4 separate regions of the Mus musculus genome follow, and all the other regions are linked to region 2. The links are chromatin contacts, called in public ChIA-PET, Hi-C and promoter capture Hi-C maps. All regions are on one chromosome and are shown on one strand. The core of a region is the stretch at or near the end of the contact, and the rest is flanking DNA. Distances in the headings are between cores, read along the strand shown. Region 1 holds the start of Bcl7b (B cell CLL/lymphoma 7B). Region 2 holds the start of Mettl27 (methyltransferase like 27). Region 3 holds the start of Eln (elastin). Region 4 holds the start of Baz1b (bromodomain adjacent to zinc finger domain, 1B).

What was found. Promoter capture Hi-C pulls out the DNA fragments that hold promoters and counts their contacts. Hi-C and Micro-C count contacts between places; a contact is called where the count stands out from the background. ChIA-PET counts read pairs in DNA pulled down with a chosen protein or histone mark.
Region 1: an RNA polymerase II ChIA-PET map of memory CD8 T cells shows a contact between it and region 2, with 20 read pairs. The contact joins the promoter of Bcl7b here to the promoter of Mettl27 in region 2. A contact is called at or near these places in 2 of 39 promoter capture datasets (liver and stem cell-derived epiblast-like cells), 1 of 484 Hi-C or Micro-C datasets (embryonic stem cells), 3 of 115 datasets of contacts at active chromatin or transcription factors (bone marrow-derived macrophages, embryonic stem cells and memory CD8 T cells) and 1 of 9 other capture datasets (adipose tissue).
Region 3: a contact with region 2 is called in a promoter capture Hi-C map of liver, with 4 times the contacts expected there. The contact joins the promoter of Eln here to the promoter of Mettl27 in region 2. A contact is called at or near these places in 5 of 39 promoter capture datasets (the 3T3-L1 cell line, cranial neural crest, liver and 2 more), 2 of 484 Hi-C or Micro-C datasets (rod photoreceptor and uterus), 7 of 115 datasets of contacts at active chromatin or transcription factors (craniofacial prominence, embryonic limb bud, embryonic stem cells and 3 more) and 3 of 9 other capture datasets (adipose tissue, liver and pancreatic islet).
Region 4: a contact with region 2 is called in a Hi-C map of CD8 T cells, with 2.4 times the contacts expected there. The contact joins the promoter of Baz1b here to the promoter of Mettl27 in region 2. A contact is called at or near these places in 1 of 39 promoter capture datasets (liver), 5 of 484 Hi-C or Micro-C datasets (CD4 T cells, CD8 T cells, LSK cells and 2 more), 5 of 115 datasets of contacts at active chromatin or transcription factors (effector CD8 T cells, embryonic stem cells and memory CD8 T cells) and 1 of 9 other capture datasets (pancreatic islet).

The regions. Positions count from the first base shown.
Region 1 is chr5:135,167,030-135,172,729 of GRCm38.p6, reverse strand. Bcl7b (B cell CLL/lymphoma 7B) reads right to left here and starts at 4,358. Exons shown (of 6, transcript NM_009745.2): 1 at 4,132-4,358; 2 at 1,568-1,643. The coding sequence starts at 4,223.
Region 2 is chr5:134,929,345-134,935,304 of GRCm38.p6, reverse strand. Mettl27 (methyltransferase like 27) reads right to left here and starts at 2,932. Exons shown (of 6, transcript NM_024479.2): 1 at 2,895-2,932; 2 at 2,458-2,683; 3 at 1,704-1,832; 4 at 881-1,016. The coding sequence starts at 2,580. 9030607J07Rik (a long non-coding RNA gene) reads left to right here and starts at 2,634. Exons shown (of 3, transcript XR_868588.3): 1 at 2,634-2,725; 2 at 2,917-3,079; 3 at 3,675-5,458.
Region 3 is chr5:134,745,105-134,750,999 of GRCm38.p6, reverse strand. It overlaps Eln (elastin), which reads left to right and starts at 3,677. Exons shown (of 37, transcript NM_007925.4): 1 at 3,677-3,843. The coding sequence starts at 3,759. It overlaps Gm30003 (a long non-coding RNA gene), which reads right to left and starts at 5,288. Exons shown (of 4, transcript XR_868587.3): 1 at 3,692-5,288.
Region 4 is chr5:135,183,982-135,189,856 of GRCm38.p6, reverse strand. Baz1b (bromodomain adjacent to zinc finger domain, 1B) reads right to left here and starts at 2,534. Exons shown (of 19, transcript NM_011714.2): 1 at 2,101-2,534. The coding sequence starts at 2,207.

The sequences.
Region 1 (5,700 bases), core at 3,109-5,608, 240 kb before region 2:
GAATGCCTTGCCTGCATGCATGCCTGTGCACCATGCGCATGCCTGATACAGGATCCCTGCAACTGGAGCTACAGGCAGTTTGAGAGCCACCATGTGGGTTCTGGAAACCAAACCAAGGTGCTCTGCAAGAGCAGCAAGTACCTGAGCCATTTCTCTAGCCCCTTATCATATATTTTTAATAAACTGATTATTATGTGTGCACAGTGGGGGAGGGGCCCATGTGAAGATTAAAAGATAAAGCTCCCTCCCTCCGCCTTCACATGGGTTCTGAGTGTTGAAATAAGGTTGTTAGGCAAATGCAGCAACCGTGAGCATCCTAGAGATCTTTTTCTTTAAAAAATTTATTTTACTTATATTTCTGGGTGTGTGTGTGCGCGTGTGCATGTGAGCCCATCTATGGGGACCAGAAGAGGGTGTCAAATCTCTTGTAGCTGGAGATATAGACCGACATCCCAGTGCTCAGGAGGAGAGAGGAAGGTGGTGAAGTGGGAACTAGCAAAGACTACATACCCCTCTGAGTCCGCAGAGCTACACAGACAGTAGTCTAGAAAGCAAGATGGGGGCTAGAGCAGTGCTGAACACATGTGCTGCTTTTCCAAAGGACTTACACTCGAGCCCAGAACACACATAGCAGCTCATATCTGTCTGTAATTCGAGTTCCACGAGAACAGATATGTATTTTTGGCCTCTGCAGGCAAAACACACATGAACATAAGATAAAAATACATAATATTTTTAAACTGTGGAGGAGCTGGAGAGATGGTTCTGCAGCTAAGGAGTGTCTGCTGCTCTTTCAGAGGATCTGGATTTGATTTCCAGTACCTCGATGGTGACTCAGCCATCCAGGACTCCAGTTCTGAGGGATCTGAAGCCCTCTTCTGACCTTCCTGGGCACCAGGCATGAATATGGTACACTTGTATATATGCAGGCAGACAGCCATAAGGAAAAGAAAAAAACAAATGCAGGAAAAATACAGGTGTTGGTTTCCGACTCCCAGACACTGGACTGAGGTGAACATTTTACTCAAAGCAGGGCTCTCCCAGGATTCCTCAGTCCCTACCTGGCAAACCCAGCCCCCAACCCTGAGCTTTCCAGCCCAGGGACTGGGCTGCCCTTCCCCAAGAGGGTCTTTCCTACATAATCCAGACTTTTTTCTCATTCTCTTTTTCTCTTTCCCTCCCCCACCCCCAGCCCCAAGCCTGCTCTTTCTCTCTTTCTCCCACCCTTCTCTCTCCCCATGGTGACTTCCTTGGCCTCTGTCCTTGGGGCCAATGGACTCCCCTGAGAGCAGCTTCCCCATAAACCTGCCAATTTATAATCTAATCTGGTTTGAACTGGCTCACATCACCATGAAATGACCTAGCAACAGGAACAGGGCTGAAGCTACCATCTAACTAAAGAGAATAAAGGAGTAAATAATAAAAGCAGAGTCTTACACAGACTCTACCTGGAGAGCCTGAGGTCTTTTCAGAGAAATAAATTCCTTTATAATTAAAGGAGGCAAGAAACAGAAACTAAGAACTTAACTGTCCCCCATCCACCCCCGCCGCCGCCGCCACCACTTACCTCCTTGCTATCTGTCACAGGCACCCATTTGAATATCCTCAGGGAGGTATCACCCACAGTCACCCATTTCTTCTCCCTAGAAGGTGAGCATTAATTAATAAAGCACACTTCTTGTGTTTATTAACGATGTTTTCTGGGTCTCAGCAGATTGCTCCTCTGATCTGTAATGTTTTCTAGACTTCTCTATCAAATTATCCTGAAGGTTTGGACACGAGGAAATCAGCAGCTGGAGATGAAAGCCAGGGGTGGGGAGTGCGGTGGCTTTCACGGGTATGCTTGTAATCTTAGCACTAGGAGGCTGAGGCAGGAGGACTGCCACAAATTGAGGGTGGAGGAGGACATGAAAGGCACTGAGTGCGGCTCAGTCTTAACAGGCTTATCAGCATGCACAGGTCCTGACTTTGATCGCCAGCAGACGAAGTCAATGAGGATGGTTGAGATCATTTCTAAGTCTCTCTAGGCTGCTCTGTTCATCTTCCATTTAAGGAAGCACAATCACAAGAAAGGAACAGGCAGCATTTGCATGCTGGGTAACTGAGATTACTCATGGAGAAAAACTACAGCTTTGTAGCCTGTGACTCTTTGGCCAGGAACTACAACAGTGGGAGGAGGCACTGGTCTAGCCTGGCCAAGGGTATGGGCTCCATCCCCACCATACAAACAAAACTGACCCCTCCCCTCCATGTCTTCCTGAGGTAGAAATGGCAGATTTAACACCCTATTAGTAAAGCAAGAAAAGTTTGTGTGGCTTTTACTCAAGATCACCATGAGATAAACTCTGAAGGCCTCAAATATTTCTAAATCCAAATGAACCAGGTGTGCCCTCACCTCATTCAGCATTTCCTCCTGTGTGTGTGTGTGTGTGTGTTTGTGTGTGTGGGGGTGCTGGGAGGGGGACAGGGATGGAATTCAGGGCCTTGGCCATGCTAGGCAAGTACTTTACCTCCAAGCAACATCCCTACTCGCTCAAAATGCTTGTTTTGTCTTTTTTGTTCCTTGGTAGGGACTCTTAAATTGCTTAGATTGGCCTTAAACTTGTGGTCCCCCTGTCTCAGCTTCCTGAGTAGTTGAGCTCACAGGTCTAAGGCATTTGGCCCATTTCACTATGATGATTAGGACTCAAGTCCCCAGCTCTTCCTTGAGTAGCTAGGGGACTATAGGTGTGTTTTGCTGCAGTGTTAGTAGTTTTGAGTTAAAAAGTCAAACATGGGGCTGGGGTAGATATATATAGTTCAGTGCTAGAGAAATTATCACGAGTGAGCAAGGTGGTGGGCACTACCCTCAGAATTAGGGGATGGGAGTTGGTTCAAATATGCGGAATGTCTTGCAGTTCAACCTAATATAATTAAGGAAAATTCTGTGAAGGTGACCTTCGCTAGAATTTCAAAATGTGTCTCTGAGGAACCTACATTGAAATTTCTTTTGAGCATTTTATTATTTTTATGTGTGTGGGTGCTTTACATGCGTGTGTGTCTGCGCATTACACACGTGCTGTGCCCACAGATGCCAGAGGACATGGTATCCCATGGGACTGGAGAAGAGCTGTTAGGGGCCATGTGGTGGAAGAGCAGCCAGGTGCTTTTGACCATTGAGCCATTTTTCTAGCCTACATACTTTTCCTTACCAATAAAAAACAAAAGGGGGTAGAGACTTGAGAATTACATAGGAACAGAGGAATGCCATAAGATGCAGACATTTTCCAACACTTGGGAAACACAGACAGGTGGGTCTTTGAGAGTTCAAGGCCACCCTGGCCTACAAAGAGAGTTCCAGGACAGCCAAAGGATTGGGGACACTGATTCAAAAACAAACAAACCACTCTCGCGGCCTCTTAGCTACTGGGTAAACTGAGGCAGAAGAATCACTGCCAGCCTAAAGCCAGCCTGCGGTCCTCAGGGAGCTCCGGTCAAAAAACAGTAAGGAAATTACAAATCGTTAAGTGAAGTGAATGGCTCAGAGGCTTGGTTCAGAACAATTTAAAGCAATAAAATCCTGACCTAAATTGTTCGCTAATTGTTCTGGGTTTGCAATAAACATTTGCAGGGTCAGGGTACCTTGGTCGCCAAGAGCAAACCTATGGCGAGTGGGCTGGCTAAGGATCCAAGATATCAGGAATTTCTGTTCCAAAAGTGCCATGTTTACAAACTTCCGCTTAATTTCGACCACTTATATCGTATAATAGTCGGCAACAACGGACATCACCGGACACTTGTGCTGCGCAGGAGCGGAAACCGAACCCGGAGCCGCCAAGCAGCATTTCCGCGAGGTCTCCACCGGAAGTGCAACTGTGCAGCGCCAGGCCCCGCCCCAGGCAGAGCGGCCGGAAGCGGCTAATGACAGCTATGGGAGGGGCCATGAGCCGACCGTCTTTCTGATTGGCTACAGGGAACGCGGACTCTGAATTCACGCCGATACCGGCGCGCCCTCCTTTCGCTTTTTGGCTCCGGCCCCCTCCCCCCAGGGCCGGCCTCTTGGTTCCCATCCTGCCTGTTCCTGTATGGCGAGCCTCCGCGCCGGCTTTCCCGCAACCCCACGTCAGCAACCCCTCCGCTCCCGCCCCTCACCATTTCCGCACTTTCTCGATGGCCGCCATCACCTTCTTGATGTCATCTTTAGCCCGGCTACGGGTCTCGGCCCGGACCGAACGGCCGGACATGGCGGCGGCGGGGAGTGGCTGGGGGCCGGGACAGTGCTCCCAAGACGCGGGATATCACGCGCCTCACGCGTCGCCGTCCACCCGCTGCCACCGCAGCACGTCACCGCGGCCGTCGCCCCCCCTCCGTGCGCGCGTGCGCGAGGGAGCGCGCGCACCCGCCCGCCCCTTGGGCCCTCAAGGCCTCAGCGCGCTTGCGCACCCGCCCGGGGGCGTCCCTGCTGTGCGCCTCCAGAGACCCTTTGCCCTCTTGCTGCCAGGCTGAGCCCATCGTCGTCCGCACGTGGTGTGGGCCAGGCGAGGCTGCGAGGGTGGTGGTGGGATGAGGTTTCCAAGTCACCACTTTCCCTACCTGCTGCTTCAATGCATGCCCGGGAATTTTCAATACTGTAGACCAGGCCAACCTCGAATTCACAACCACCTGATTCTGCCTCTCCGGTGCTCTGTGCCATGGCATTTGACCGGAAAATTTTATTTCATTTTGCTTTTCCGAGACAGGGTTTCCTTCTCTGTGTAGCCCTGGCTGTCCTGCAACTCACTCTATAGACCAGGCTGGCCTTGAACTCAGAGATCTACCAGCCTCTGCCTCCCAAGTGCTGGGGTCAAAGGGGTTGGAATTTTCTTTTTTTCTTTTCTTTTTCTTTCTTTCTTTCTTTTTTTTTTTTTTCTTTACATGTATATGGCACAGAGGACAATTTGTAGAAGTTGGTTTTCACTAGTGAGTTTTAGGCTGTTATCAAGTCCTTTAATCCCCCATGACCCCTGACCCTTCAAGGAATTATTTATGCGCTGCATGTTCACCTAAAAGGAGATCTGTGTCATCATTGTCTAAATAGCTGTGTTCCGGAGTCATTATCACACCTTCCTTCATTTTGACTTCTGGTCTTCGAATTCTCAGCTACCCACCTGGAAATTTCTTCTGATTGAATCAACTACTTTTCCAACATCCAGGTCACACTGCGGCTCTTCCTGAGTATTTTGCACCTGGCTCATACTTTTAGCATTCCACTTCACTGTCAGGGAATTCAGTTCTGGATAAAACATTGCCTGTGTTCTGTGCATTGGACCAAGTACTGAGGACATAAATATTTCTCTTTTGAAAGAACTTCTGGACCAGGGACTGTGATGAACACATTTATCCCAGCACTCTGGCGGAAGAGGCAGGTGGATTTCTGAGTTCAAGGCCAGCCTGGTCTACAGAGTGAATTCCAGGACAACCAGGGATATGCAGAGGTTTTCTCTGGGGGGTTGAGGAAGGACAAAAAGAGAAAAGAAAGAGGGGAGTGAAAAGCAGTGATAACAGACCCAATAGAAGGAGGAGGTGACCCACAGCTGACGTTGCATGCCCAGAGGGACTTGTTTGAATCAACTTTGAGGTTTACTTGCAGTTCCAGGAAAACCAAGAGTTCAAGGTCATCCTTGACTGCGTTTAAAGTTTGAGGCCAGTTTAAGGCTGCATGAGACCCCGTCAAAGAAGAGG
Region 2 (5,960 bases), core at 1,683-4,182:
CCCCTTAAGATGCTGTGTGACTATAATGTGGTGTGGTCCCTCGAACTTCCCATTCCACCCAGGATGCTCCTCTAGCTTTGGCTAAATTCCCTATTTATTTTTGTTTTTTTTTTTTCAAGATCAAGTTGTGTGTGTGTGTGTGTGTGTGTGTGTGTGTGTGTGTGTAGCTCTGGCTATCCCAGAACTAGCTCTGTAGTGTCTGTAGTCCAGGATGGCCTTGAATTCAGAGATCCACCTGCCTCTGCATCTCAAGGGCTGGGACTAAGGTAGGCACCACCATCTCCTGGCACCTCTTGCTACTTTCAGGTCTTGTTTTGTTTGTGACCCACTGAGTATTACTGGGGATTCCTGCATGAACTAGGAGGAGCGGGGTGGCACTGGGGCACAGGCAAATTACCCGTGGCTACATCACTGAAGAAAATGACTCTCCCTGCAACTGCCAGTAGCTCCCTGGGGATGGGAGGAGCCTCATGATTATGTTCTGTGTGGTGCTTTGCCACAGCAATAAGAAGAGGAACTAATAGAACATGTCATAGGTGTGTGTGTGTGGGAGGGTGGGTGTGTGTGTGGCACATGCGTTTAATCCCAGCACTTGGGAGGCAGAGGCAGGTGGATCTCTGAGTTTGAGGCCAGCCTGGTCTACAGAGTGAGTTCCAGGACAGCCAGGGCTACACAGAGAAACCCTGTCTCAAAAAACAAACAAAGATGTCCTATACACTGGGATGTAGTAGAAGCCCAACACTGTGCATGAGATGAGGTGACATCAGACTCTAGATGGAGACGAGAGCTCACACAGGACTCCAGAGTGAAGATGGTGGCTGGACAACAGAGGATGCTATTCTTGGGAAGGTGGGTGAGGGTGGAGTGGGACAGAAAGTACCTTCAGGGTCGGGCAGTGGCTCCTGGCCCAGGGTACAGAGGCTAAGGTGGTGGTACAGGCCACGTGCCCGCGCCTGCTTCAGCATTTCTGGGCTTCCATCCACGCCCTGCACCTGGAGGAAGCCCCGAGCCTGCAGCTGGGAGAGAAGGTGGCATCAGTCATGGGTAATCCCCCTGCCTCAGCTCAACTGGACCCTTCCTTGGATCTTGGGATCAATGAGCTTGAGGTAGAGGATGAGCTCTTGGTCAAGAACTGGGAGGGAATTGGAGCAGATGGGAGCTAGGTGTGGAGGCTTAGGCCTGTCTTCTTAGCTCCTCTGGAGGCTGAGGTGGAAGAATCCCCAGGTCAAAGCTTGCCTGCGTTATAGAGTGAGTTCAAGGCCAGCCTTGAGACCGTGTCATCTCTAAATAAAAAGCAAACTAAAGGGCTCAGGGTGTGGCTCAGTGGTAGAGGATTTACCAATAATCCCCCCAGCAAGAGGCTGGGGGCGTGGCTCAGTGGTAGAGCTCCTGCCTAGAATCCCTCAGTGAGGGCCTGGGGGTGTGGCTCTGTGGTAGAGCTCCTGCCTAGAATCCCCCAGGGAGGGGCTGGGGGCGTGGCTCAGATGTAGAGCACCTGTCTAGAATCCCCCAGGGAGGGGCTGGGGGCGTGGCTCTGTGGTAGAGCCCCTGCCTAGAATCCCCCAGGGAGGGGCTGGGAACATGGCTCTGTGGTAGAGCTCCTGCCTAGAATTTACTAGGCAGGGTCTCAGGACTAATTGAGCAGTAGCATGTAGGAGGTCCTGGGTGCTGAAGGGAAGGCAGGGTGGTGTATCAGATCTTACCTCCACAGCTACCAGGCCAGTGCCACAGGCCACATCGAGGATCAGGGCATCATGGGGTGAGCCCCGAAAGGCTCGACTGAGACAATCCACAGCAAGGCGTGGGGCTCGGTACTTCAAAGCAGCCACATCCTGAGGAGATAGCACTTAGCCCAACATAGTGTTTAGACGACTCACCTTGTGGGGTGCCCAAGTTCTGCCAGTTTGAGCTTGTGTGTTTTAGAGTTCAGATCCTCCTAGGACCCCAGTAACAGAAGACCCGAGCTTGAGGTGTCTTACTTTTTTTTCGAGACAGGGTTTCTCTGTATAGCCCTGGCTGTCCTGGAACTCACTTTGTATACCAGGCTGGCCTCGAACTCAGAAATCCGCCTGCCTCTGCCTTCCGAGTGCTAGGATTAAAGGCATGCGCCACCACTCCCGGCTTTGAGGTGTCTTACTGTCAAGGGACCCCACACTAGTGGGGATCAAGCTGGCTGGCTACTGGCTGTGGCAGCTCTTAGCTGGTCTGTCTATACCGAATGATGTCTCAATAGCGCCTCCTGCAGGCTCTCTCCTCGTGTTTGTTGCAGGATTAATTAGGGGTTGCTTACAGGTCAGCCGGGGTGGGTGGGGGTGGGGTGGGTGCAGGTCTCTAAGGAGCACATCTCCCAGGTCTCTTTTCAGCTCCAAGTTTCCCTGAGATGCATGGGTACTATTTTAGCTTTGCTTATAAAAACAGAATCTGAGCCACAAAAGTCGAGGACCCACGTGCTTTCACCTGGTCATACTCCGGAGCCCAGTCGTCATAGAAGCGGAGCTTGCAGGCCAGGTCGGTGATACCGTGGGAGGTTCCGACCCGGGCCAGTACTTGGGGCAGCCGCCCAGCCTCCTCCTGAGTCATTCTCCTGCGGGGGCAGAGTCCACCCAGTGATGAGGTCCTCCACAGTCTTCCGTCCTCCCTCACCCGGCGGAGGAGGTTATCAGTGCTCCAACGCGGTCCCAAGCTACAAACAAGACCTTGAGTGGGAGATGGCAGGAGCTGACCTGTACGCCGAGGCGCTGTTTGTATGGGGAGGGGCTCATAGAGCGGGGGCACTCCCGCGCAGGGAGGGAGGACTACGCCTCAGCCCATCATTCCCGGAGGTGGATCGGGGGCGCGGGTGGGGTTCTTCCTCACCACAAGGGTCTCCAAGAAGGTACAGGCTCAGAACTCACCGCGCGGAACCCCCTTCTCCAGGCAGACCCGAGGGAAGTGGAGGGGCGTGTCTGAGAGCCTGGCCCCGCCTCCAGCACCGCGACGATTGGGTTTCCGTGAGATAAAACAGCCAATCCGAGAAAGAAATGACAGACTACCCTCCCTGAGCCAATGAGCGTATTGCGTGAGAAGATCTCAAACTCACGTGAGGATTTGTTTTTGTTTTTTCACAAATAAAAAAGTTTCTCTCCCTGCCTCGCTTCCTCCCTCGCTCCCTTCCTCCCTCTCTTTTTTCCTTCCTTCCTTCCTTCCTCCCTCCCTCCCTCCCTCCCTCCCTCCCTCCCTCCCTCTTTCTTTCTTTCTTTCTTTCTTTCTTTCTTTCTTTCTTTCTTTCTTTCTTTCTTCTTCCTTCCTCTCTTTCTTTCTTTCTTTCTTTCTTTCTTTCTTTCTTTCTTTCTTTCTTTCTTTCTAAGGTCTTGCTATGGAGCCCAGGGTGACTTGGAACTCCTTATATAGACCAGGTGGACCTCTGCCTCCCAGGAACTGGGATTTAAGCGTTGTGCCATTGCTCCTGGGTACAGTATTTAAAAAACAAACAAACCCGAAAACAACAAAAAAACCAATTTATTTGGGGGGGGGGGCAGATGGTGTGTAGCAGCCAGAGAGCCATTTTTTGATTCCTCCTCCTACCATGGGACTTCCAGGCATGGGACTCAGATTCTCAAGCTTGGCAGCAAGTGCTTTGATCTGCTCAGCCATCTCACTGATCCCCGTTTTTTAGTATTTGTATGGTTTCTTAGGGTCTGAAAATCCAAAACAACCCATGCAGACACAAGAGTCCACGCAAAGCAAGAACTTTGTTTGAGTCAGGCGCAGAAACTGACCAGACAGGGACAACAGCACCGACTTGGGAGCAGACTGCGTCTTCCAATGTTCATCTTAGTAGTTAAACAGCTGGTAAAACTTTATTGTGCTCAGACCGCTGCTGATCGATCAGGACCGAAGAACAGACCTGGAAGTTGGACTTCCCCTCAGAGCCGGAATGGTACAGAGGTTTTAAGCTCGAAAGCCACAAATATCTGCCCCTATATGCAGTCACAACTCAGAATCATTTATTCGTTCATAATTAGAAACAATCATTATGTTTTGGGGAACAAAAAAAAAAAAAGCCGGGCGGTGGTGGCGCACGCCTTTAATCCCAGCACTTGGGAGACAGAGGCAGGCAGATTTCTGAGTTCGAGGCCAGCCTGGTCTACAAAGTGAGTTCCAGGACAGCCTGGAACTCAGAGAAACCCTGTCTCAAAAAAAAAAACCCAATAATAATAAGAAGAAGAAGAAGAGGAAGAAGAAGAGGAAGAAGAAGGAGGAGGAAGTTGGCTAGCCATCTGGGAAGTCCTTGGCTCCCCTAGAACCTGGGAATTTAATCTTCATTTCTCCTTAGGATCTAAGTGGAATGAAACAAAACGGCATTTCCACATAGCTCAAGTCGGTTTTCAACTTTCTATGTAGCCGAGGATGTCCCTCAACCTCTCATCCTCCTGCCTCTACATCCCAAGGGTTGAGATTCCAGGTGTGTACCACCATGCCTGATTTATGTGGTTCTGGGCATTGAACTCAGGATCGAGTGTATGCTAGACAAAAACACTCTCTCAACTGAGCTATATCCCCAGTCCTTGGAAGTATTTTATTTTAATTAAGTTAAAAGCATTTTTTTAGGAAGGATTTTATAATCTTCACTGTTCATCAGAGGTTAGATATAGCCACGAATGGATAATGAGAATGCCAAATTGGTTAATGCATGAGAAAAAAATTTAACTTTTACTTGCATTCATAATAATCATTTATTTATTTATTTAAAGATTTATTCATTTCTTTTATGTGAGTACACTGTAGCTGTCTTCAGACACATCAGAAGAGGGCATTGGATTTCATTACAGATGGTTGTGAGCCACCATGTGGTTGCTGGGAACTGAACTCAGGACCTCAGGAAGAGCAGTCAGTGCTCTTAACCACTGGTCTATCTCTTCAGCCCTGTATTCATAATTTTTAATTGATTAATTAGTAATTAATATGTGAATTATGTTTTTGAGATAGGATTTCACTATGTAGCTCTGGCTGTCCTAGGACTCACTATATAGACCAGGCTGGCCTCAAACTCACATAGATCCTCATGCCTCCGTCTCCCAAATGCTGGGACTAAAGGCGTGAGCCATTCTGCCCAGCTGTATTCATAATTTACATAGCTATCCTGGGTGGTGGCTCCCTTCCTGGATGGGACAGTTTCAACCAGAAACCAAGCCTGGGGCTACAGCTCTGTTGGCTGTGTATGTATCCCATGGAGACACAGCTCTGGGTGCTGTGGTGCACTTGACAGACCTGGGATGCAGAGTCAGGAGCTCAGGGCCATTCCCTGTCCCTGGCCTTCTGCTCAAACTCAGGATGCTGCAGATGAGGTCATTCTACACAGGAAACCAAGGAGTGAGGCAGGGTTGGTTGGAGGAGGACATGCTAAATTTGAGGTTTCTGTGATGTTTGCATCAAATCATCTAATAAAGTGACCGAGAGGCCGTTTTGTTTTGCTCTATTGTTGGGACATCTTATTCTGGAGCCCAGGCTGGCTCAGGCCTCCGAATCCTTTTTTTAGATAGGTCTTCTCTGTGTATGTAGCCCTGGCTGTCCTGCAACTTTATAGATCAAGCTGTTCTTGAACTCCGAGAGATCTGCCTGTTTCTGCCTCCCAAGTATTGGGATTAAAGGCTTGCATCTCCACTGTCTTCCTGGCTGCAAATCCTCCTCCTCTGGCCTCCAGAGTGCTTCGATTGCAGGTGTCAGATACCATGACTGGTTCTCTGAGGCTCTTGGAACCCAGACCTGAGCTCGGAAGAGAAACCAAGCTGGGGACACATTTGAGGCTCCAGAGGGGTTCAGGATTCAGGCAAGGACCCCTCAGTACTTCATGGGACATTAGAAAAGGGGAGCTTTGTGGGACTGGGTTGTGGAGTTCTTGTCTATCATGCAGGAAGCCCTGAAGACTGTCCCCAGCACCACATCAAGAGGATGGTAATTTTAACCTTAGCCTGGCTGTG
Region 3 (5,895 bases), core at 2,428-4,927, 190 kb after region 2:
GCTAATGAATGGATGTCAGCCCATGACTGGCATTCCTTGCCTTTGCCATATCAGTGCATGTGTTGTGTTAACTTGAGGGGATGAGCAGTGCAGAGAATCTGGGGCCATGTACCCTTTGTAGGTGCGTGGAGCCTTTGTAGCACATGTGGGGCAAGCTAGCGCACTGAGTTCAAGAGACCAAAAACTGGGGCACGAAGCAGGTCCTTGGCCCAGCAGCCTGAGGCCTATTCCAGCTCCAGCAAGTCTTCCCTCTATACCTCTCCTGGATCCTCACAGGAAACCTCTCCTGCTGGCTCCAGCCTCTTTCCCAGTCCTGGAATTAATAAAGCTCCAAGCAGACTGTGGTTTGCAAGTCTGCGAGCCAGTTCCTGCCCGCGTCACTACTCCAAGAGGAGAGGGGCCCAGCTCCCCACCAGCACCCCTGCTTCCCTCCACCCAGGACTTGGAGCCTCAAGCCGTGCCCATGTCATGGTCTCTGTCCCCATTAAGGGCTGAGTTAGGGACTTTGGGAACCTCGTAATCAGTTTACCCAGGGTATCCCCAAAATCAACACAGTACATAAGAGCTATGCCCATGCTGTGCCGTTTCTAGATGGTTTATGTTCTCTCTCTCTCTCTCTCTCTCATATTTTAATTTCTCCTCATGTTTTAGTTTGGGTTTTTTTTTAGGTGTGTGTGTGTGTGTGTGTGTGTGTGTGTGTGTGTGTCTCATGGAGCCCAGTCTGGCTTCAGATTCACTACGTAACACAGATGACTTTGGACTTCTGTTTCTTCTGCCTCTGCCTCCCAAGTGCTGAGATTCCAAGAATGCACCACTATACCCATGTCTTTTGCTCTATAAGATCAGGTATTGCAAAGCAGCCCAAGCTAACCTGGAGCATGCTATTTAACTCAGGCTGGTATCACTCTATCCTCCAGTCATGAAGATGGTTCAGGGAGTAAAGGAAGCTTCCTGGAGAGCCTGATGACCTGAGTTCAAGTCCCAGGACCCGCTTGGAGGGAGCAGTGAGCCCATTCCTGCAAGCTCCTCTGATCCCCACATGCATGCCATGGCACATACACACACAATGGAACTGAACACTACGACCTCCTGCTCCCGCCGCACAAGCGCCGTGCCAAGCTCTGAGATGATCCTCCTATCATGTCTCCCTTTTCCAAAATTCTGGTGATGTCTTGGGTGGTAGATCATGGGATGGGGGAAATTGTCTAAGATCTCAGACTGACACAGTAGAGGCTCTGTTGAGCCAGACAGCTACACCACAAACGGGGGCAGAGATTGTAGACCTAGCTTCAGCCATGATACTGTTGGTACCAAATGGATACAGAACACTTCTGGGCTCAGGGTAGAAACGTGTGCCCAAGCTTTCCTTGTCTTTGTGCTGAGTTTCCTAGTTAAGGATAGCTGGCATCAGCAAACAGATGAGACAAGCGAGCTCTACAGAGGTACACAATTATCCCAATGCTCAGGAGGCTGAGTCAGGAGGCTCTGGGGTTCAAGGCCAGCCTGGGTTATATAGTGAGACTGTGAGCATCTTGGAAGAAATGGAGGAAGAGAGGAACGGGAGAGAGGGAAAAAGAAGTAAGGAAAGAGAGAAGGGAGGGGAAAGGAGACAGAAGGAGAAAGGCAGGAAGGAAGGAAGAAAGGAAGGAAGGAAGGAAGGAAGGAAGGAAGGAAGGAAGGAAGGAAGGAAGGGGGAAGAATGAAGAGGAAGACATAGGAGGGGGAGAAAGGAAAGAGTAAAGGGAATTATGGGGAAGAAATAGAAGGAAGGAGAGAGGAAATGAAGGAGGATAGAAAGAAGAGAGAAGGAGGAAGAGGAAGAAAAGTAGGAGAGGGAGAAGAGGAAAAAGAGGAGGAGGAGGAAATGAAGGAGAAGAAAAGAAGAAGGAGGAGGAGGAGAAAGAGAAGGAGGAGGAGGAGGAGAAGGAGGAGAAGAAGAAGGAGAAGGAGAAGGAGAAGGAGAAGGAGGAGGAGGAGGAGGAGGAGGAGGAGGAGGAGGAGGAGAAGAAGAAGAAGAAGAAGAAGAAGAAGAAGAAGAAGAAGAAGAAGAAGAAGAAGAAGAAGAAGAAGAAGAAGAAGAAGAAGAAGAAGAAGAAGAAGAAGAAGAAGAAGAAGAAGAAACACAAGAGCACCAAGACAAGAGAACCAAAAATTAGCCCAGGTCCACCTAAGCCACCTGCCTTTGATCTCCCACCCCCACCTCCGCCAATGCTGTCATCTCTGCAGACTCCTCTATGCCCTGTACTGTATAAGACATCTGATAAGACATCTTTAACTCACCCCTCTGCACCACCCCCTACAAGAGAAAGACTCTAGGACCTATGGCCTAGACTTTTTCTTCTAACCAACTATGACCTGTATACAGCAAGCAACCATCTCCCTCTCCTGTCCTACAGTACTCCACATACACTCAGGAGTCTGAGAATGACATAATCTTTCTCTGACCTACACTTCACATTCCTTAAAGCCTTACAGGATCTCCATATGCTCAGGGACAGGGTGGCCAGGGCACTGATCGCAAGCTTTCCTGGAGGGCTCTCTGCTGGTTCAGCATAGGCTGCCCCCTTCTGGCCAGTAGAGGAATAGCATCATCAAGCCTTCCCAGAGCCTCCAAGAGAATCAGTTTCCAGATGCAAGTGAGAGCATTGGACAGGTGGTGAACAAGCAAGAAGGAGAATACTGAGTTAATAGTCACCTGCACAGAGCTCCCACCTCCATGTTCCCTACCAGGCACCTAAGACCCAGTATGACCTCTGTTGGACACTGTGCCTTGCTCAGGGGCGGTGCAAAGCTGTGCTCGTGGCCCTTACAGAACCAACCAACACCTTATGCAAGGATCATCTTTGAGCCCTAGGGAGACACTAAATACATGGCTCTCACTCCCAAGCCACTCGCCTGACCTCAGCCCCTTGGTCTCTGCAACCATAGACCCATAGATCCAACACCCTTTCCCAGGCTTCAAACAGATGGCTAAGACCTGTCTCAACCATGATGAACTAGATCGTATGTCAAGGTCTCTAATCTGTTCCTAAAATGCCCCCACGGTACCATGTCTATCCTATTCTCTCTCCCAGACAATTCTGCTCGCAGACCTTGAACTCTATAGGCAGACTCCCTTAGCCCCATCAACCTACCTAACCCAGTTTTGGGTAAAGCCTGTCTCTAGCCAGGCTTGGGGGTGTTGGGGTGTCTGCAGGACCAGGGTGGGAGCTGAGGCGCGGGACAGCTGGCCTGTGTCCCCACACTGGGCCTGGGGCCCAGGCAGAGGGGCGGGGGCCTGGCTACTCCAGCCTTGGCTAGGGCTGGGATTTTTTGGCCGGGCTGCCTGGGCCCTCCCTCCTGCTTCCTCTCCAGAGGGCTGTCCTGGCAAAGGCCCCCCTTGCACTTTCTGGCGGGAACAGGGCCAGGAGCAAGCAAACAGCTACAGAGGGAAAGCGGGAAAGCGATGGGGGGGGGGGGGGGCAGAGCACGCGCGCGTCAGTGTGTGTGTGTGTGTGTGTGTGTGTGTGTGTGTGTGTGTGTGTGTGCAGGAAAATAGACCCATAGTCGAGGCAGATTCAGCCTAGGAGGCTTGCAAGTCTGGCCTTTCGTAATTGCCCCCTCCCCCGCGGCCCCCTCCCCCAGCTCCCCCTCCTCCCGCCCTCCTCTCACCCGCCCTCTCTCCCTCCCTCCTTCCCTCACAGCAGCCTACCAGGCAGCAATTACGCTTTGGGGATAAAACGAGGCGCTGAGAGCAGGCTGGGGCAGTCCTCCCCGAGATGGCGGGTCTGACAGCGGTAGTCCCGCAGCCTGGCGTCTTGCTGATCCTCTTGCTCAACCTCCTCCATCCCGCGCAGCCTGGAGGTAAGGGGCCCCTCGCCGGTCCCACGCTGCCCCTCGCTGGTCCCACGCTGTCCACAATCTGCGGGACCCTGCCGGCCAGGTGGCAAGACTGATGGGGAATCCCGGAGATGGATGAGCCCTTCAGCTCCAGATCCCCCCTCCTCGAGACAGGGAGGGTTCTGGGAACTGTCTCCTCTTGGGAGCCAGCTCCGTGTTAGGGGTCCTGTCAAAGCTACACTCCCGCCAGTCAGGATGGTCCCTACCTCCTGTCCAAGCTCGAAGGGGTCCTCTGAGTCACCTGAGTACTTTCCAGTGGTGGTGGCAGTTTGCATACCTGTGCACACCTGTGTACATACCAGCCTGGGGAGAGACAATCCTGGTTTGTCTTTGCTTGGAGATGTTCGGATTCTGTGTGTGTGTGTGTGTGTGTGTGTGTGTGTGTGTGTGTGTGTGTGTATGCGCCCGTGTGTGTTTCATACTATGTTGCACAGGTGTCAGTGTGAGGTTCTAGCCAAGCATGTCCCTGAAGGAAATGTGTCTGGGATGGTATGAAGGTCTGTTCACAAGTCCGTTCCTAGACAGATGGAGGTACAGGGAGGCAAACCGTGAAGTTGTGTGATGGGATCTGCCAAAGTCCAACACCCAGCTGGGCGTGGTGAGCCACACCTGTGACCCCCAACATGTAAGTTCAAAGCCAACCAGACCCCGTCTCAAGAGCAACCAGGAGGGTTGAGGACGTCCCTGTTGATGGAAGGCATGCTAAACATTCTCAAAGCTCTGAGTAAACTAGGTGGGCGTGGTGACACATACCTGTGTGGTGGTCATCGGAGGATCAGGAATTCAAGACATCATTGGCTACCTAGTGAGCCATTTGGGTTCTATCAGGCTGTCTTAAAAAAAAAATGTCCTAAAGACGTCTGGTGCCCAGGTGTAGGACGTCACTGTGTGTGTGTGAGCGTGAGCGAGTCCATGCCTGTATGAGGGTTTGCTGAGATGGAATACAGGCCAGAGCGTGAGCTGGGGAAAGTGCCCATCTCCTGGCAATCAGGACATGGCTGGTATCAGAGGCTGAGCCTCAAGGTATCCTTTTGGTCATCTGATATGTATCCTGACCGGGCATGTTGGGTTATGGGGAGGAAGGAGTCTGCTCCCAGATGAAAGGTGCATCCAGCTGTGGGGAAAGAGGTGTGAACCTATGAACCATCTGCTGGGGTCTGGTTTCCCTAAGAGACCTCATTGTTGTGGGAACCTGAACTTGGACTGGGGACAGGAGGCTACAGGGCGGGGTTGGACAGGGCTGTGGTCAGAGACTGAATAAGAACAGCATCTGTCCCATGAGACTTACTTGCTGGGGGCTAGGAGCCCACTGTAGAACAAGAGTTCCAGGGCTGGAACGAGACTGAGGTTTGTGGGTACCAACGGGAGGACCCATTAAAGAGCAGTGTCTCTGGGTCACCTGACCCTCCTGCCCCAGATGTGGTCTCGTAACATTTGCCCACCCTTCTCCCTGGATGGTTATACTAGTTCATCATAAAGAAACTGTTTATCTTTACAAATAGGGAAGCTGAAGTTAGGCATGAAAAACCACACCTGACACAGGATGCTATCGAGTCGAGGGCAGCCTGAGCTATAGTGAGATCTTGTCTCAGTATCATCTACAAGCAGGCTAGAGGCGTGGCTCGCCTAGGAGAGTTCTCATTTGCACACTCGGAGCTCTGCATTCTATCCCCAGCACCACATTAAACCAGAGGTGGTGGCTCATGCCTGTGGTCCCAGCTCTCAGGAGGAGGAAGCAGAAAAGTTAGGAGTTCAAGGTCATGCTTAACTGTATAGGGAGTTCAAGGCTAGCCTAGGCTACATAACCCAGTTCTTGAAAGGTACAGAATTAGAGTCTGGGATAGGCTAAAGCTGTCCCTGGAAGCTAATATCAACTAGCTTTCTGCCCTGGGGGGAGGTGCCAGGGAATATTAGGAAGATACAGCCCTGGGGCGGAGTCTTCCTTTAAGGACAGAACAATCCCTCCTCCCTTGCAGCCTGGGTGATATCACTCCATATTCAGTTGCCATTATTCCC
Region 4 (5,875 bases), core at 1,285-3,784, 250 kb before region 2:
CATTTATACACAAGAGTCCATGAACTTTAAACATACCGACTTCAATTCCCTTGGGCCCACTGGGCAAGCAGACAGGAAATCTGGACCACCTCTAAGACCCTTTTCAGCTCAGAAATGCCATAAGCATACATAAGCAAACACCTACATGGAGGCCAGGCATGGTGCTGCAAGAACCCTTTCATCTCAGAACTTAGAACAGGTATGGAATGGCAGATCTTTAAGTTTCAGGCCAATCTGCTCTACAAAATGTTCCATCCTTGACAGAGCCACACAGTGAGACCCTACTGAAAGAAAGAGAAAACAAAAACAAAAACCCAACTGGGGCTTAGAGTCAACAGTGAGGTTAAGTGCACAGAACCTGGGTTCAATCCCCAGCACCCTCACAGTAGCTCACAATCCAAATCTGGCCTCCAGGGTGCTCCAGACACACAGTGCTCCATAGACACATAGGCAGGGAAACATCTATACAGACAAAATTAAAAGGTGGAAAATAATCTCTGTAGGTGGACACTGCCTTTCAGAACTGATGCTAGAAGGGCTGAAGCTGTACTGGCTGGTCCTGAGGTCTATTAATCCCAGATACTAGGGAGGCTAAAGCAGGAGAACCAAAAGTTCAAGGCCTGCCTAAGCCACATGGTGAGTTCCCAGCCAGTCTCAGCAATTTTAATGATGCCCTGACTCAAAATAAAAAACCAGAGGGCCCAGGATGGAGCTTACTAATAGTGCAGGGCCCTACGGTAAATTCCCCAAATATTGAGGAAAGGAAGGGGAGTAAAAGTATCCTAAATATTCAGAACATTTTATTAAATCTACACAGGTGATCGGCAATTCCATCACTTGGGAAGTTAGGAAGGAAAACGTCACACTTAGCTTCCAACACCTACCTTAGACATCAACCTAGGTTACAAGACAATTAAAAATGAAACAACAAAAAACAAAGCAGGAAAGAGGCAAAGGCCAAGAGCAAACTGAAATACTTCACTTGAATCCTTCCTGCTCTTACCTAATCTTTCCAAAGGAAAAGGGGTGGTAAAGATAGCAGGACAGGCAAGTTTGGTAAGGAAACTTAGCTTTTTAAAAAACAAATAAGCCTTAAAAGATTCAACATTCCCCCTACCGGGGGCGGGGGGGGGGGGGGGGGAAGTACTACAACTTTTAACTAAGAGGCTATGCTTGGTCAAGAAATCTTAAAGTAATGATTGGAAATGCTGACTTTGTATTCTAAAACACCAGTTTCACGTACCAGAGAGAGAGAGAGAGAGAGAGAGAGAGAGAGAGAGAGAGAGAGATTGAGAGACAGAGAGACAGGCAGACAGACAGACAGGATCGGGAATGCAGTGTCCAGCCTCTCTGAGTTCGAGGCCAGCCGGTGCTACATGAAGCGCTCCCTCAAAAAAAAAAAAAAAAAAAAAAAGACGGAAAAATGAAACTTCTAAGTGTCAAACTTCTGTGTTCTCTAGGAAATAAATGGCCACCAGAACCATCAATGTACCTTTCTGCTCCTTCCCATCTTCAGTGGGTAAAAAGTTAATGCCAGGTTTTGTGATTTACGGTTCTGTCAGTTCATCCCTGGCCTAAAGTCCACTCCGGAGGAGAAAAACAAAACCCACAAGCCACATCAGTGTCCCCGCACAGCCCACTCAAGACGCAGTAGAGGCTTGCACAAGCCGGATCACGCGGCTGCGCCGGTACAATTTCAAAAACTTAAACTTGACGGTTTCATTTCTATGAAAGGAGAGAGAAATAAAATGCGCAAAGGGAACCCGGCTACCCTCCCTAGTCATTTAGGGCCCGAAGCCAAGTTGGGGAGGAGGGGATTGGTGTTGCGATCACCACCGAGGCCCCGGGGACAAAGTAAGGGGAAAAGGGATGGAGGCGCGCGGTTCCGGGAAGGACGGCTGGAGACGGCCCGGAGGGATCTCGCCGCGGAGCTCCCAAGCCCGGGTAAAGCAGGGCCCCGGGCATCACGGCCCGCGGACGGCCCCGTGCGGTGACAGCTGCCCCGCGAGCCGCGCGCGGCCCATTCGCATCTCGCCATCTCCATCCCTCGCCCTGCGCAGCCGCGGCCGAGCGTCCACACCGCGCGCGGAGAAAGGATACTCCCGGGTGCGGAAGGCCTCCTGAGTGTGCGGGATGGTGAAGAGCGGCTCCTCTCCGGGCAGCGGTTTCACCAGCGGGAAGGGCTTGCGGCCCAGCAGCGGCGCCATCGCGGCGGCGCCGGCAGGGGACGGAGCGCCGAAGGCTCGGCCGCTCTGCTGCGCAGCGCTAGGCCCCGGCAGCCCCGGGGCGAGCGAGCGAGCGAGGCGCCTGGCTCCCGGGGCGATGGGGGAGGGGAGGGGTGAGAGGGCGGCGCGAACTCCGGCTTCCCTCAGAGCTGGCGGGACCGCGCCACGGCCATGGAAGCCAGGGGGACGCCTCGAGGGGAGAAAACGGAGAGATTCTCCTCGCCCCTTCCGGCGCCTTTCACCTCACGCCGATCTCCGCCGCGGCGGCCGCCAGTCACGACTCCTCTCCAGCGGGCACGGGAGGAAATTATTGAAAAATGGCGGGAGATTCCCTTCCTCCCCCCCGCTGCCGGGCCAGCGCACAGACTAACTTGCTTCTCCGTGGCGCCCTGGGGCGGAGGCTCCGATAGGCGGAGGGCTCGTCGGCCTTCGCAGCCTATTGGCTCAGAGAGGCTGCCGCTCCGAGGTCGAGTCCCGCCCCCTGGGCTCCAGCCGCGAAGTTGAGTTGCAGCGCAGCAGAGGGCAGTCTGAAAAGGTGAAAGGTCACGTTATGTAAGAGCCGGGGACGGGCGTGCGGGCCTCCAGTGGCGGACTTCAAAAGTAATGGGACAGCAGTAGGAGGGGGAGGACGAAAAGCGGAAGACTCAAAGAGGTCAGAGCAAAAAGCCCTGTCACTGATACAGACATTGCGCCATCTGTCACCGACGGCGACACCGACATCCGGGCACTCACTGTCCGTGTGCTGCGCCGGAGGGGGGAGGGGGAGCGCGCGGCCAGGGGCTTTGTCTTTCCACTCGCGCTCCGCCCCCCTTCTTAAAGGGGCCGCGCTCGGCCACGCCCGGGGATGCGCGGGTGGAGCTGTACTGGGCGGGAAGTAACTCAGGCCCTCTCCAAACTGAAGTTCCGCATTGGGGCGACTAGGACCCCAACCTTCCCCGACGCGGCATCACTGTAATTGAGAAATGGAGATTAACAGCCTGTTTTTTAAGGACTACAGGGAAGGATAATGAAGAACTTTCTTTAAAAATATGTGGAGGAAGAGCCGCAGAGCAGACTCAGGGGCTAAGATCTTGTACTCGTTCAGAGGACCCAAGTTCAATTCTTAGCTCCCACATCGGGTAGCTGGAACCTGCCTCCGGCTGCAGCTCCAGGAGTTCCCATTCCTCTTGCCTCCTCAGGTGCACGTACTCACGTGCACGTAACATCCCCCACCACGTGTGCACACATACACAATTTAAAAATAAATCTTGAAAGTAAAATAAACGGAAGAATAATAAAGAAGGTTTTCTGTATGTACATATGTAAAAGACTATATTCATTCATATATATGTGTGTGTATATATATATATGTGTGTGTGTATATAGTGCAACTAAGTGATGCAGGTTTTTGAAGCTGGACGGTCCTAAGTGAGTTTGTGACTAACCTGGGCTACAGTCTTACAGGCTGAATAGCAAATCCCTATAACAATAAATAAATAAAGCTATGTTAGAAAACATATGTATTAAGCTCATGGGGCTGGAGAAGTGACTCCGCATGCAATTAAGAGTTCTTCCAGAGATTCTGGGTCTGATTCACAGTTTTTGTGTTGGAGGATCACAATCGCCTGTGACTCCAGAGCAGTAGATTCTTGCAACCCTGTATACATACCCCCCCCATACACATAATTTAAAATAAAAATAAATGTACTATTAAAAAAGATGGGCCTAAAGGGATGGCTTAAGGTTAACACATACTGCTCTTGCAGAAGACCTGAGTTGGATTCCAGCATCCACATGCAATGGCTCTCAACCATTACTAACTCCAGTTCAAAAGGTCAAAGACGCTCTAGCGCCCTCTTTTGGTCTCTGAAGGCATGTGGGCATGCCTTCACACCCCCACTCCACCCCCACCTCTTCACATAAATAAGTACATAGTGAGACTCTGAAACCAACAATAACAATAATAAATTTAAATGTATAGTTCATTAATTAAAATCCTATTAAAGGATATGTATGTATAAATAAATAAACGTTGGGGCCAGAGATATGACTCAAAATTAAGAGTACTGGCTACTCTTGCTGGGAACTAGAGTTTGAGTCCCAGCACCCACATGGTGGCTCACAACAATCTGTAAGTTCAGTCCCAGAGGATCTGACACTCTCTTCTGGTCTCCTTGGGCACTGTACACATGTAGGGCACAGACACACAGGCAAAACATACATTCACACACAGACACACACACAAGAAAATAATAGTAAAAGCTGGAGAGTTGAGGATCTGATACTAGGTGGTCGTGAAGATCAGAATGCCAGCACTGGGAAGGAGAGGCAACTTGTCAGGCAGGACTATGGCCTATCATAAAGGGGGTGGAGTAGGGACAGGAAGCAAAAGAAGGAAAGGAGAAATGAAAGAAAAAAGGGAAGGTAAAGAAAAATGCGCTTACTGGGCCGGGACAGAACCACCTGGCACTGCCATCCTGGTTTTGTGAGACAGGTTCATGCCATGTAGCCAGGCCAGCCTCAAACCACAGGCCTCCTGCCTCAGTCTCCTAGCTGCATCCACCTCTCCTCTGTACCTTGGATTGCTCATTGCCTTCTGAATCTTTTCTTCCAATTGTTCTAAGCACACCCATCTGAAGTGGGAATTTGAGGGTTCTTTGGAAAGCCAGTTGTGTTGGATGGTGTTTTGCTGGGGCAAACATGTGAAGGAATGTTTCACTGAAGCAGACATGTGAGAAAGAATGTTCTGCAAGCTTGTGAAAGGACATATGATGAAGGATTCTTCACTAATGACACACATGTATCGGTCCACCTTATATTTTGTAGTTGGGCTACATTTGTCAGGACTCCATAGAGAGAAATACACCAAAAAACTCAAAGGACTCAACAGACAATAACAGAGGCTGAGCTTGCTTGCTGGGATAGCCGGCTGAGCAATGCTTGTTAGTATCCACTCTTCGCTGATCTTCACTTCCTCATGAGAGGTACAGCTGAGAACTTCTGCTTGTGTTCCTCCTGGTCCCTTCTGCTAACTAGTGCTGAGACTACAAAGTGAGTTCCTGAACAGCGAGGGCTATACAGAGAAGTCCTGTCTCAAAAAAAAAAAAAAAAAAAAAAAAAGCATATATTGTTTATATGTATTTGTGTAATAATGAGTTCATCAAACATTTTCATAATAAATATGTATATGTGTGTGTGTGTGTGTGTGTGTGTGTATTTCTTTTGAGACAGGGCTTCTCTGTGTAGCCCTGGCTGTTCTAGAACTCACTCTGTAGACCAGACTGGCCTCAAACTCAGAAATCTTCCTGTCTCTGCCTCCCAAGTGCTGGTATTAACTGCCTGGCCTGGTTTGTTTGTTTGTTATTTTAATTTTGGTTTGGTTTGGTTTGTTTTTGGTTTTCCGAGACAGGGATTCTGTGTGTGCCCCTGGCTGTCCTGGAACTCACTCTGTAGACCAGGCTGGCCTCAAACTCAGAAATCTCCCTGCCTCTGCCTCCCATGTACCACTACAGGGACCTACTTTCATATTTTGTTGTTTTTGGTATTATTTTTGGTATTATTATTATTTTGCTTCATGTTTTGTCTTGTTGGTTTTGTTATTGTTATCTTTGAGGGTTTGCTTTTTGTTTTTTGTTTTTTTTCTTTTTGTTTTTCTTTTTCTTTTTTTTCTT